Regions from separate parts of the Zea mays genome. Here region 1 is linked to region 2. A link is a contact called in public Hi-C data. All regions are on one chromosome and are shown on one strand. The core of a region is the stretch at or near the end of the contact, and the rest is flanking DNA. Distances in the headings are between cores, read along the strand shown. Region 1 holds the start of LOC100284170 (charged multivesicular body protein 2a). Region 2 holds the start of LOC100276011.

Evidence for each region. Hi-C and Micro-C count contacts between places; a contact is called where the count stands out from the background.
Region 1: a contact with region 2 is called in a Hi-C map of root tip, with 5 times the contacts expected there. The contact joins the promoter of LOC100284170 here to the promoter of LOC100276011 in region 2. A contact is called at or near these places in 2 of 25 Hi-C or Micro-C datasets (root tip and tassel).

What each region holds. Positions count from the first base shown.
Region 1 is chr5:18,165,398-18,171,526 of Zm-B73-REFERENCE-NAM-5.0, reverse strand. It overlaps LOC100284170 (charged multivesicular body protein 2a), which reads right to left and starts at 4,853. Exons shown (of 11, transcript NM_001157066.2): 1 at 4,639-4,853; 2 at 4,170-4,214; 3 at 3,604-3,638; 4 at 3,001-3,051; 5 at 2,808-2,912; 6 at 2,644-2,715; 7 at 2,439-2,510; 8 at 1,907-1,987; 9 at 1,765-1,800; 10 at 1,611-1,675; 11 at 1,197-1,497. The coding sequence starts at 4,672. The coding sequence ends at 1,404.
Region 2 is chr5:18,016,538-18,023,040 of Zm-B73-REFERENCE-NAM-5.0, reverse strand. It overlaps LOC100276011, which reads right to left and starts at 3,017. Exons shown (of 3, transcript NM_001149905.1): 1 at 2,808-3,017. The coding sequence starts at 2,926.

The sequences.
Region 1 (6,129 bases), core at 3,604-6,103, 150 kb before region 2:
AGGTGTACGAGCCTCTGGTCGATGATCAATGGCCACAGAACCCCAATTTTGTCTAAAATAGTCATGAACAACCATTTTTTAATAATATCGAAGCCTAACTCCTACGAATTTTTTACCAAGAAATGGTCTCCACCAAAAAATTAAGAATGTGACCCATGGCAAAGAAACATTTGTGGTGTGAGGTTTATGAGCCTCTGGTCAATGATCAATGACCACACAACCACCATTTTTATCGAAAATAACCATGAACGGTCATTTTCGATAAAACCGAAGGCTACCAAAAAATGGTCTTCTCCAGAAATCCAAGAATATGACCTATTGCAAGTAAACATATGTGGGTGAGTTGTACGATACTCTGGTCGATGATCAATTGCAACACAACCACCATTTTTGTCGAAAATAGCTATGAACGACTATTTTCAATAATACCGAAGGCTAACATCTAAGGATTTTTTACCAAGAATGGTCTCCACCAGATATATAAGAATGTGACCTATGGCAAGAAACATGTATAGGGTGAGGTGTACGAGACAATGGTCGATCAATGGCCATAGAACTCCCATTTTGTCGAAAATAGTAATGAACGACCCTTTTTAATAATATTGAAGGCTAACACTTATGGATTTTTGACCAAAAATTGGTGTTCACCAGAAATCCAAGAATGTGGCCTATGGCAAGGAAACATATGTTGGGTGAGGTGTACGAGCCTCTGGTCGATGATAAATGGTCACACAACCCTCATTTTTGTTCGATGATTAATGGCCAAACAACCTACATTTTTCTTAAAATGATTATTAACGATCATTTTCAATAATACCAATATGTAACTTAATTTGTCGCCATTAGTACACTAATCAATTGGTTCATATACCCATGGGTGGGTTTTTAGCATTATGTTGCAGTTTAGCTGATCTATTTTGGATTTTGTCTGGTTTATTCTTATTTGGAGGGTCTCCCCCTGGCGCCTTGAGGGCTGGCGCTGGAGCATCGTCATCTTCAGCCAGTAGGGCATGATCATTCTAGTGTTGCTGCTCAGCTGTGAACCCTGTGGTGTGGGTCATGCATCGGAAGAGTAATTGATCCCCATCCTGAGGATTAGCGTCACAAGTTGGAGTTGATGGACTGACCAGCGTATTGTGGGGAAAAACAACGGAGAAATTAAAATCCTTCGTGACCCTAAACCCTTCGTGACCCTAAGCCCTGGCTTCGCCTAGTTCCGTCGGCTTATGGGACTAGCGACTAGGGTCACTGTGCAGTCAACTTCCAAATTAAATAAAACATTAAGTAGGTTCAACCGTATCATGTGCAGCTCGCTGTTTTCCCTACACATATAAACCAACTTTACATATATAGATGAATAACTGCTAGTATTACAAACAAGTTCTTTCTTCAACAGCTCAGACTCAGGTACGGCGCAGAGATGCCAGTCGCCTCTCCAGATCCTCAACTTCAGCAGAGGAGGGTTCTAGAGCAGGAGCCGCCACGTTCCTTGCAGGACTGCAGAAACCACAATTTGATCAGAGAGCAAAGGCAACATGCAGAGACAGTGCACAGACCTAAATTTAAACGGCATAGTGTTGATTTTATCAGTAAGAAAAACATTTGCATACCGTGCTTGACCATTATCGACTTTCTTGTTAGTAGCTCCGATGCGCCCTTTAGGAGCCGAAGAGAGCTACATTTTGCCGAAAGCAAACCTTAAGTCAGAACTAAGACTCACTCAATATCTGCATAACAGACAAATGCCATGTGTTGAAAGCATACCTGAGAAGCCACATCGACGCCAATCTCGTCAAGGACCTGCATAACATTGCCAGTTAAGTTCAGCATGGATGAAGTTTCCGTGATCTGGTGGAAACCAAAGCAGAATTCCTTACAAGGTGGTATTCTGAGAACTTTGGGTTACCTGGTTTGTAAGCTCTTCTGTTTCCTCCTCCGCCTCATCTTTGTCAAGTGTTTCATCAATAGCATCAGACATCATCTCAAGCTGAATGGAAACGGACACATTTCAGTGTGATACAGCTATAAGCATACAACAAATTATTTTGGCATACAGTCCTAGATTTGATATTGCACTCTGAGATCCCTCAGAAAAGATGAACACCTTGCTATTGCATAGTATAGTTTCGCACAGTAGCAAGCTGCAAATATTGTAAATGAAATGAAAAAGGCAATGTTTTGAGGATGCTAAGAGGTTGTGGTAGCTAGTGAATGGTAACTGTTCACTGTTCTACATCAGGAATACAAGCGTCAGTTCAAACATGTGTGACATATTGGTCAGGTCTCGGGTTTACAGTGCATTTACTGTTTTACGTGTCTAGTTTATTCATGTATATGGCAACTAAGCAAGTAACTAAGTGTTACATGTCTATGACACAAGGGAGCTTTGAACTTTGAAGTAATATAAACAAAAACCAGCACAGTGTCAATGTTATTACCGTCATGTCCAACTGTGTTGATTGTTTCTGGAATTCTTTCATGACCTTTATCTGTTTCGCCGGTTCCATTTGCTGAAATGTGCAGTGAAATATAGAAGCCACTTAGAAGACAGTCGAAAAAGGTGTTCACAATCAAAATTTTCTTAAGAGGGTGTGTTGACACTGAATAACAGCTAACATGGTTGTCTTCCATCTTAGTTCTTACCTTGTTCATTGCTGACATAGCTTTGCTTGCACCTTTCATTCCAGCAGAGATTGAAGTGCCAGCATACATTGCCTGAATAAAGAATGGATGCATTAATCACGAGTTAATCTTGTCCACGATCAGAACAGAAATTCAAAAAAAGTCAAACACGAAGGTGGTCATGCCTGTGTGTGAGTAGCTACTCCACGAATCTGTGCCCGTGTGCCTTGCAAATTGAGGATTTGTTGCCTCAGCCTGACAAGTTGCCGAGCTAATATTTTGGTTGCAGCCTTGAGAAATTCAGATCATCTATCATCAGAACATAGGACAAAGCGAACTGGAGACTACCGATCTCCCTCAACTTCCTAATAGACTCACCTCATTTCCAGTCTTGGCAGTCTTCTTTATCTCTGCAACCAGCTTTTTCTCCTGCATAATGACACTATGGAATTACCAACACCAGACAATACAACTTGCACATAGATAGGTCGCATGGCAACCTGCTGGGCCCATAAGTTGACATGCCACGCTGTGGCTTCTACTTCTAGTAAGGGAAGTCCACAAACAATAAACAAATATTAAAGGCAGCCCCATGTACCCTAGAAACAGATAAACAAATTTGCTAGAGTAGGGGAAGTTAAGAAATAAACCAATAAAAAACAGTTGCCCAAGACAGCAACACTACATGTATCACACTCCCTCTAGGCCAGAGATTTGTTTTGCACTCCACACCTCGGACCACATGAGAAAGCTAGCTAGGGGCCTCAGGATGGTTAGCTTCTGCTTCTAGATTGTGGCTAGAGCTTGGTAGACACAGTATTATGTCAGAACATAGATATCAGCAAGTCATTCCAAGAACACAGGATACTGTAGTAGTAAAAACTGCACCGTGAATAACAGACAATGGTACATTTAACACAACCACTTCATGCCTCCACTCAAATTTATACTAAAATGTTTCAAACAGCACATACTGCATACCTCCATTTGCAGGGAACCAATCTCTCTCTCAACTCCTAAAAGATGTAAAATAGAGAGTTGATGTCAGAAAATTAGCATTGCAAATTATGTAGCCTCATTTTGAACTGAAGGGCTGCTGTCATCTAAATCTGAACTTTATAACAAGAGAAACTATCAAATACCAATTGATTTACCAAATTTATGATATTTTGCTGATCTGATTCAATATAACAAAGATCCAGTAGCAAACATGGTAGCGATTGCTGGATTCATTAGCATCACTGAGAGCAAAATTAAATAAAGGCTAAAAGGTCTGCTACCTAAGCGTCATTCTTTAAATCGAAGAGCTACTGTAATTTGATATGCCAAACCTGTAACAATATAAGTTATGAGATATCCACCTATATTCCAGATTCATGAACATGTGCTAGTCTGGTTCAATATAACACACATGTCGACTAGCAAATGTGCCAGCGATTCCTGAATTCTTTTTCCACGATGCCTGGGTAGCAATGCGAACTAATAGTCTACTAACAGTAAATCATCAGCAGTGGCAAACAATTGGTCAGCAGTGCTCGGTTGCTCACCCCGCGTGGCGACCGCCATTTCACGTTTGCTGGTCCTGAGAGCCTCTGCAAGTGACAAACAAACAGCAACTCGTCAGCAGTGCGTTCAGCACACGAAGCTTGTGATCCGCATTTTGCCCCCCAACGAGTTCCCGGAGAATCCGCAACGCATAACGGAACGCTTGACTCCTCCACTCGACCGCTCCTCACACAGAAGCGCACAAGTTGCCCTAAAACCCTAACCCCAACCAGGCTGGCCTCCCTCCAGGTCTGGCGGAGGCAGAAATCCATCGAGAACCTCGCCTGCGGAGTTCGGGCGGCGGAGACGGCACTTCCACCCCGCGAATAATCGAAGCTAAGCAGCAGTGAGCACCGAATAAAACGGCGGCGATAACCCCCCAAATTTCTCGCGGATCCACGAACCTAAAGGGACACCAGACCAGTCACCACCCTCCCGCGACAAAGGAAATCAAAGAGTGAGTAGCCGCACCTTTGGGGTCGACCTTCTTCTTGAAGATGTTCATGGTTGCCGGATCGCTCGGGACGAACCGCACGCGAACGAGGAGTAGACCGTCCTCAATGTGCTCACTCCCCGCCGCAGATGGGAACGCAGGAGAGAGAGAGCGGGGTGCGGCGCGTGCTGTGTTCGTGCGTAGAGAGTGGGAGAGGACGGCGCCGCGCGAGCCGAGCCCAACGGGTATTTTCACTTGTCAGTCAGTTGCCGACCCAGCCCAGCTTTTAGGTCACTCCAGGCTTCGCTAGCCGTTGCGGACGGAAAAACAACGCGCGACGCTACACGGCGGCACCTGGCCCCCTTCAAGCTTCAGACATGGAGCATGGGATCCACGTAAGCGTGGGACCCAAATCTCAGTGGAGGAATTCCAAGGGGTGTGCGGGAAGAGAGACCCGCGCGCCAGCGCATTGGGATTGGATCCGTGCCTAGGAGAGATGGCAATGGTTCCCGTCCTCGATTCCCGCGAGGAATTTCTGAGTTAGTTAGATAATGATTATAGAGAAGTTTCTTTCTCTACAAAGATGTAAACAGATGTAAACGGAAAATGATGGGTAAACAGGAATGGAAAACAATCTCTCTCTTGATTTCTAGCGGAGACCCGTTAGACTTTCATATGATGTTGTTTTCGTGTAATAATTAATGATAAAAATAAATAATTATCTTATAAAGAGATCACTCATTGTTACAAATATATTTATTTTGATGTACATATAATAATTTTTACACATGACAATATGTATCAGAGATAATGTTTTATATTAATAACAAAGGACATATATTCTAACTAGGTGGGTGCACGTGCGTTGTAACAGAAACATATAATATCACGATAACTTATATACAAAATATGTGTTATATTGTTATAAGAAAATGTTTCATAATCCATTTATGATCCTAACTATACATAAATTTTATTATTTTAGTTTAGTTGTTTCACCACTGCATTGCAACCATCAGTATTGTAGACAGCCTTGCGGAGCTGCTCAAGGACGAGGAGCGGCGGAGGACCAGCCCGTTCCCTGAAGTCGTGGATCAAGCAGGTTGCTACACCGCGGCTGTCGGCGGCGGCCACCGCATCGTCGCTCACCACGACGGCGCGGACAGAGCGTCGTGGAGGCCGTCGCCGGCGTCGTGGGATTCTCGCGGGGTAGTCGAGTCAATCTAGAGGCTCATATGATGAGTATTTATTGGTGTGTACATGAAATCCACTGAGTTTGGAAATGAATTTTGTCACGACAATTCACTGCGCGCGACAGTTCTAGCACGATCACTCGAATGCTCTCTTTTTTACACCAACGATCACTTGAACGATCTCTTTTTTTTTACATCAAATATGCTGCTCATCAAACGTCTATAACTCGCAATTTGGTGATTAGCCAGGAAGCAATACTGGGCGTTCGGTTCTTCGGTTCGGTTCGATTCCTCGATTCTTATAGAAATTTGGTTCTTCGAAAACTAGAACCGAAA
Region 2 (6,503 bases), core at 1,768-4,267:
GAGGTTTGGGAATTTCCAGCCTCCCTGAACTCTGTTGGGCACTTCGGATGAGATGGCTATGGCTGCAAAGGACCGACCCTACCCGCCCCTGGAATAATCTTCCTGTTCATGTCCCCAGCAATGCTAAAGCCCTCTTCTCTTCTGTGCTTGTCACAGAAATTGGTAATGGTGCTAACACCTTCTTTTGGAGTGACAAGTGGATTAATGCCAGAAGTGTTTCTGATATTGCTCCAAGGCTCCTCTTGACTGTTCCAAAAAGAATTGTTTCTAAAAGAACTGTTCGCGAGGCTCTAACTAATAGAAGATGGGTCTCTGATATTAAAGGTGCCTTGACCTGGGGAGTTCTGGTAGATTACCTACATCTCTGGAATGCAATATCTGATGTTGTATTGCAACCTAACTCTGAGGATAAGCATATCTTTTCAATCGCTTCTAATGGGCAGTATTCTGCATGCTCGGCTTATAAGGGTTTCTTCACTGGCTCTGTTGGTTTTGAACATTACAAAATGGTCTGGAAAACTTGGGCACCTCCTAAGTGTTGGTTCTTCCTTTGGCTGGTGGCTCATAATAGGTGTTGGACTGCAGACAGACTTGAAAAAAGAGGACTAAAACATCCTCCTAGATGCCCTCTTTGTGACCAAGAGCCTGAAACCATCAACCATCTTTTGGTTTCTTGTAGCTTTTCCAGATTATATTGGTACATCACTCTTCGGAAATTCGGGCTCCACATTCTTGCCCCTATCCAAGATGACACAAACTTCCTGCAGTGGTGGAAACGTATTGCTGATATTGTGTCAGGCATGACCAAGAAGGGGGTAAATTCACTTTTGATTCTGGGAGCCTGGATGATCTGGAAGTTCAGAAACAGAGTGGTGTTTGATGGGTCTCCCCCAAATATCACTACACTATTAGAGGCCACTGCTGAGGAAAGGGAGAAATGGATGGTTGCAGGAGCTAAGGGTCTTTCCTTTTTAGCTGCTCCCAGTACCAATGCCTGAGATAAGTTGTATCTTTTAGTTGTGTATGGATTGTTTCCTTTATGCTTGTTTCTGGCCTCCATAAGGAGGTCCTGTATTCGGGTCCTTTTCCGACCCTATTTCTTCTTACTTAATAAAATGAGGAGCATTTCTCCTGCGTTTTTCGAGAAAAAAAATATTAAGAAGAGACCGAAACATGGTCCCGGCTGAGAAAATCCCCGAACCCTGGCCCCCCAACCACTAGCGAGCCGTCACCGCCCACTCTGCAACGACCCAACCATAGGGTGGCACGCATGACGTAACCCGGGAGCGGGCGGGGCACATCAAGGGGATTTTTTTAACCAAGCAGGAGTTTACCCCCGAGGGAGATCGAACTCGGGACCTGGAGGTGCTACTCGGAAGCCTTAACCATTACGCTAGAGGTCCTTTCGCGAGGATTGTAACTAATACTCCATTCCTAAGTATATTTTGCCTTTTTCTAGATATGTAGCTTTTAACTCTGCCTATGATGCCTCAAGATAGCAGGTCCCAAGTCCTAGTAAAGTAGGAGGGTTTTGACAAGCTTGGCGAGCCAATATTAAACCAAGCCTAGCCATTCTAATGGAGATGAAACCTGAACAAAATCCATTAGGGCATAACCCTCTTAGCAATGCACGCAATATTGGAACCCCAGTGTGGTGTTAAATGGCAAGGGTCGGATCGGCAAGCCCTTGGTGACACACAGTGCCACGATCTGGACACGGTGTCAAGTGAGCAAGGATCGGTTTGCTACTTGGAGAAGAGGAAGAAGCTGAAATTGACTTTGTTGCTCCTGATGATCTATATGTTGAGGATGACTTATGGCCAAGCTCTTGATACAGATGATGAAGTTATTGCAACTGCAAGTGATGAGGATGTGGGCGGCATAAATGAGATGTACTTAGATATCGTTAGGCCTTATGGGTTTAGGGCAGTATGCCATATTTATCAGTTATCCGGTTTATCGTGTATTTGCTGGACATATATAGTTGCTTGCTACTTGTTGGGCCTATATTTTATTTGCTAGTGCTAGTATTTGATGTATCATATATGTCGTTTACTTGCTACTGGATAAATGGTTGCCTAGGCTGGAACTGCCTCACCGTGGTGCCATGATAACCATGGCTTAAGCGTCATGGTGAACAATCGTTTAACTGTGAGGTATACACAAGGATCTGGATCCATATGAAGGACAGGTCTGACATAGTAGCGATAAGCCTTTCCACAGAAAAAAGTCCCAAGTTTGCAAAATGTGGGGCAAGTCTAGCCTCAGTTATTCCTTTGCCAGATCCTACTCATGTAGGAGCTACCAGGACTGGGTTGTCCATGTGAAAATTTGCACCTAGGAAATATTTCCCAGAGAAACAAAAGGCACAGAGTAATAAGGGCAGCACATGTCAGCACACACTTTAGATGATGAATCATCGTCAGGCATGGAAGCAACAGGTTACTAATTTACTATAGGTGGTTGATTGGTGAATCTATTGAGGAATTACCCAAAAATATCTTAATTAAGGGGGTGTTTGAATGCACTAGAGCTAATATCTAGTTGGCTAAAAAATTCTAGTGAAATTAGCTAGCCAACTATTAACTGATTTACTAAAAATAGCTAATAGTTAAACTATTAGCTAAGGATTTGGATGTCTCCAACTAATTTTAGCCGCTAACTATTAGCTCTAGTGTATTCAAACATCCCCTAACACGCTAGGCACAGCAACTGAAAGTCGCAGCAGTAGTACTGATGAATCAGAACATCTGAACCATTCAGGGCTCGACGGGATCGGGGGGTAGAAAGGGAGTGCGCGAGCTCACATGAGGTGCTGCGTCTGCCTGATGGAGGCAACATCATCGGGGTCGACGAGCGACCTGAACCGCTCCGCCACCTCCTCCGCGGCTGCCGAGGGGGCGGGCTTCGGTAGCGGCTCCTCCATGTCTCCACCGTCCCTGTTGCTCCCACCGCTGCTGTGGATTACTCCGGAGGAGGGTCGAAGCGCTGCAACCTGTGAGCGATTGGGCCTTTCCGGGTGGGGATTGGGGAGCCCGAGCATCAGTTGGACCCTCGTGGACTCGTGGTGCCGCTTCTTTTGGGCCTAAACGGACTATGTTTCTGGATAGGAATGTGAGTTCATCCCATCTGGCAACCAGCCGCTGGGCTTGTAAAGTGGCCCATCCTAAACATTGTTCGGCCCATGATAATGAATAGTCTCTTTCCAATTTTTTTTGAACTACATTACCACACAGACCCTCAATAAAAAGTCTATTTTGCCTTAGACAACTATCACAATAAATCAGTTTTTTTCTTAAATATAAAACTGAACACAAATCCTCCCGTATCTCGCTAGTTGTTTCCCTCGGTGGATTTTCTTTCCTTTTTATGTTTATTTCGGTTAAATCTTTAAATAATTATAATAAACCATAGAAATATTAAAAATTTAAAAAATCATTTTGTCAAATTTTACATGGGTAGATCTACGTAATAAGGACTAGTTTAGAAACTTCATTTTTCCAACGTATTCCTATTTTCTAAAGGGAAAATGTACTAATTTCTCTTGAAAAAATAGAAATCCCTTAGAAAACGGGGTTTCCAAACTAGCCCTAAATATATGATATGATATATTTTAGTATAAAGTATTGTTATAGCATTAGATCTATGCTTTTTATAATTAATTTAAACTTGTATTTTTTTGTACAACTGAGGTGAAATATCTTTATGGTGATCTAATCAATTAATCATTGCATGTTTAAACTATTGTTGAATTTTTATTCTCATTGGATCATGTATTATTGAGTTATCTAGATTTATCTAGTTTTTTAAACAGTCAAAGTGTGCAAGATATAAAATATATGTTCTATGTGCACTGTTATTATTGTTATATATTATAATAAACGCTATTGTTATTGTTATATATTATAAACACTATTATTATTGTTATATATTATAAACACTTAATATAATCATGTTATTATAGAGAACATCGCATAGAAAGCACATTTTTTACATACTTTTAACTATTCAAAAACTATTCAACAAGGAAAAATATAGATAAATCATGATTTAGTCATATATCATCCTATGAGTATGAATTTTTTACTACATCTTAAGTATGCAATGAATAGCGTGTCATAATTTTTTTTTTGCCACAACTAGATCTTAAAAACTACAAATATAAATTAATCACAGAAAAATATAGATCTAAGATACAACAAAAAAATACTAAAGCATACCATATATACAATCGCTATATAGATCTATTAACTTGGAGTCCAAAAAAGTATATTGTGTTTTTTATATGTTTTGCCACAGTTTTTTAAGATTCAGTTGATACAAACATAAAAAGTTTTAAAAAGGAGAAAATACCAAAAGAAAGATATGTGAGATCACTTGTGTGTTTTTGAGAGACGATGGAGCTTACTATGTTAGAGAGAGAAAACATGGAATTTATACGTTGCATGCAAGTGTCAATATGAAAAAAAAAAGCGCTGCGCGGCAAGGTGCCAGAATTTATTACTCGTAGCCAGCAGCACATGCCGCTCTAGTCACGTCACATTGCAGGTCAAACTGCGAAGGCTTGAAGCCACAGCACGCACGCACCCTTGCGACAGCGGCACAGCAGCGCTGCACGTACGTCCAGTCGTGCTAGCCTGCTAGGCATGAAACAATGGTTCGCTGCAGCAGCCAGCAACGTATAGCGTAGTACTGCTGTTGCAGGCCTGGAGCCTGGAGCCTGCAGGCTGCACTCTGCAGAGGGCTTCCACTTCCAGTGTGGCACGCAGTCAATGTGCCATCACAGGTCAGACCGTCGGAGCACAGTACTGTTACTCTACGTGCCGCTGTGCAGCTTGGTCGCATGCCCCGGGCTCTGCCAAGTGCCGGCGCCGCTCACGTCGGCGGATCTCGGCGCCGACCCTGCTCTCTGTCGCGCACACATCACGGCACCGCAGCGTGCAACTGCAACCTCGCGGTGCAGCTATACATGTCCAAACGGGTCGGGCCTAACGGGTAGCCCGAAGCATGGCACGGGTTAGGCTCGACCCGTACCCGGCACGGCACGGAAGGCGACGGGCTCGGGCCGGCCCGGCACGACACCCGGGCCGTGCTTGGGCCTGAGTCGGGGCACGTCGGGCGGAGCCCGAGCACGGCCCGTTTAAGCTTACGGCCCGTTCCAAGCCCGGCTCACATCAAAATATCCCTCCCCGACTCCCCCGTCCGCCGCACCGCCCGCACGCGCACACATTCCAGTCTTCCACATTTTCGTCTCCTCTCTCGCCCTCGCGACCTCGCCCTCTCCGTCTCCGTCACACTCGCGGACTCGCCCTCTCTGGATCTCCTTCGTGGAGTGGCTCCGTGGATCCGTGCTTTGCGCTCGTCGGCCGTCGACTGTCGTGTTCCTCTTGCTCCGGTGAGCCGACATAGCCCCTGCCCCCTGTCTGTAAGTTCGACTACTTCTCGGCTTCTCCTAACCCTAAACCTAAACTGGTGAGTGGTGGTCGTCGGTGATTTTTCGGTGCTCTTGCTCTTCCGATTTGTTCTTAGATCAACCTTTGAGAACATGTACCTTGATGTTGAAGATAGTTCAAACAAGAGGGGGAAAGACAAAGATGTGGAAACTGGTCCCTCAACTTAGGTCTTAGGAGTTGGTTGGACTCTTCTTAGTTTACTTCTGTCTGCTATGTTTTACTTTTCTACTGATGTAATGAACTTAATGAACACTTGAACAATTAGGAGCTGGCTGTACTCTTTTCCTTCCTAGGGTTTTCTCACGAGGTGTGAGTTTTTACCTAGGAAGGTTTTTAATGAGGCAGCATTGCACTAACAGCTCCAATATTATTCAACTTATCTTGCCTTCTCATTTTTAGCTTGCTGGTACTTGTGAATTGTGAATTTGTAATTGTGAATTTGTGTAATTGTGAATGTGTGATCTTGTAATTGTGAATTTTTATCTTGCCTTGTGAATTGTGAATGTGTAATTGTGAATTTGTGATCTTGTAATTGCTGGCAGAATCTATGTGTGTAATTGTGAATTTGTGTAATTGATTTTTACTGGTATCTAGGCTAATGGGCGGCACGGCACGTTTAAGCCCACCGGGCTGGAAGCCCGGCACGGCCCGTTTAGAGGGTCCCCGTGCCGTGCTTGGGCTCTAAGTCCGGCCCGTGGGCGGGCACGGCACGGCCCATTACTGTTTGCGTGCCGGGCCAGCCCGGGCACTATTCGTGCCGGGCCTAATCGTGCCCGGGCCGGGTTAGCCCGGCACGCCCATTTAGACATGTATAGGTGCAGCCGCGCTTGCGTGCCGACCCAAACGACCAAGGGGCAGCAGAGGAGTCATCATGATGAGTGAGAGGTGCGCTGGAACAGTGAAAGCTGGCCCGGCAGGCTGGAGACAGAACGGCGGGAAGCTCTGCCATGGACAAGACGCGGCCTGTCTGCCTGCGGGTCTACCGTGCCTCTTCACTCTTCTGCCGCCTCGCGTACAAACCGGACAGCTGCCCCCGCCTCTTCTTCTACC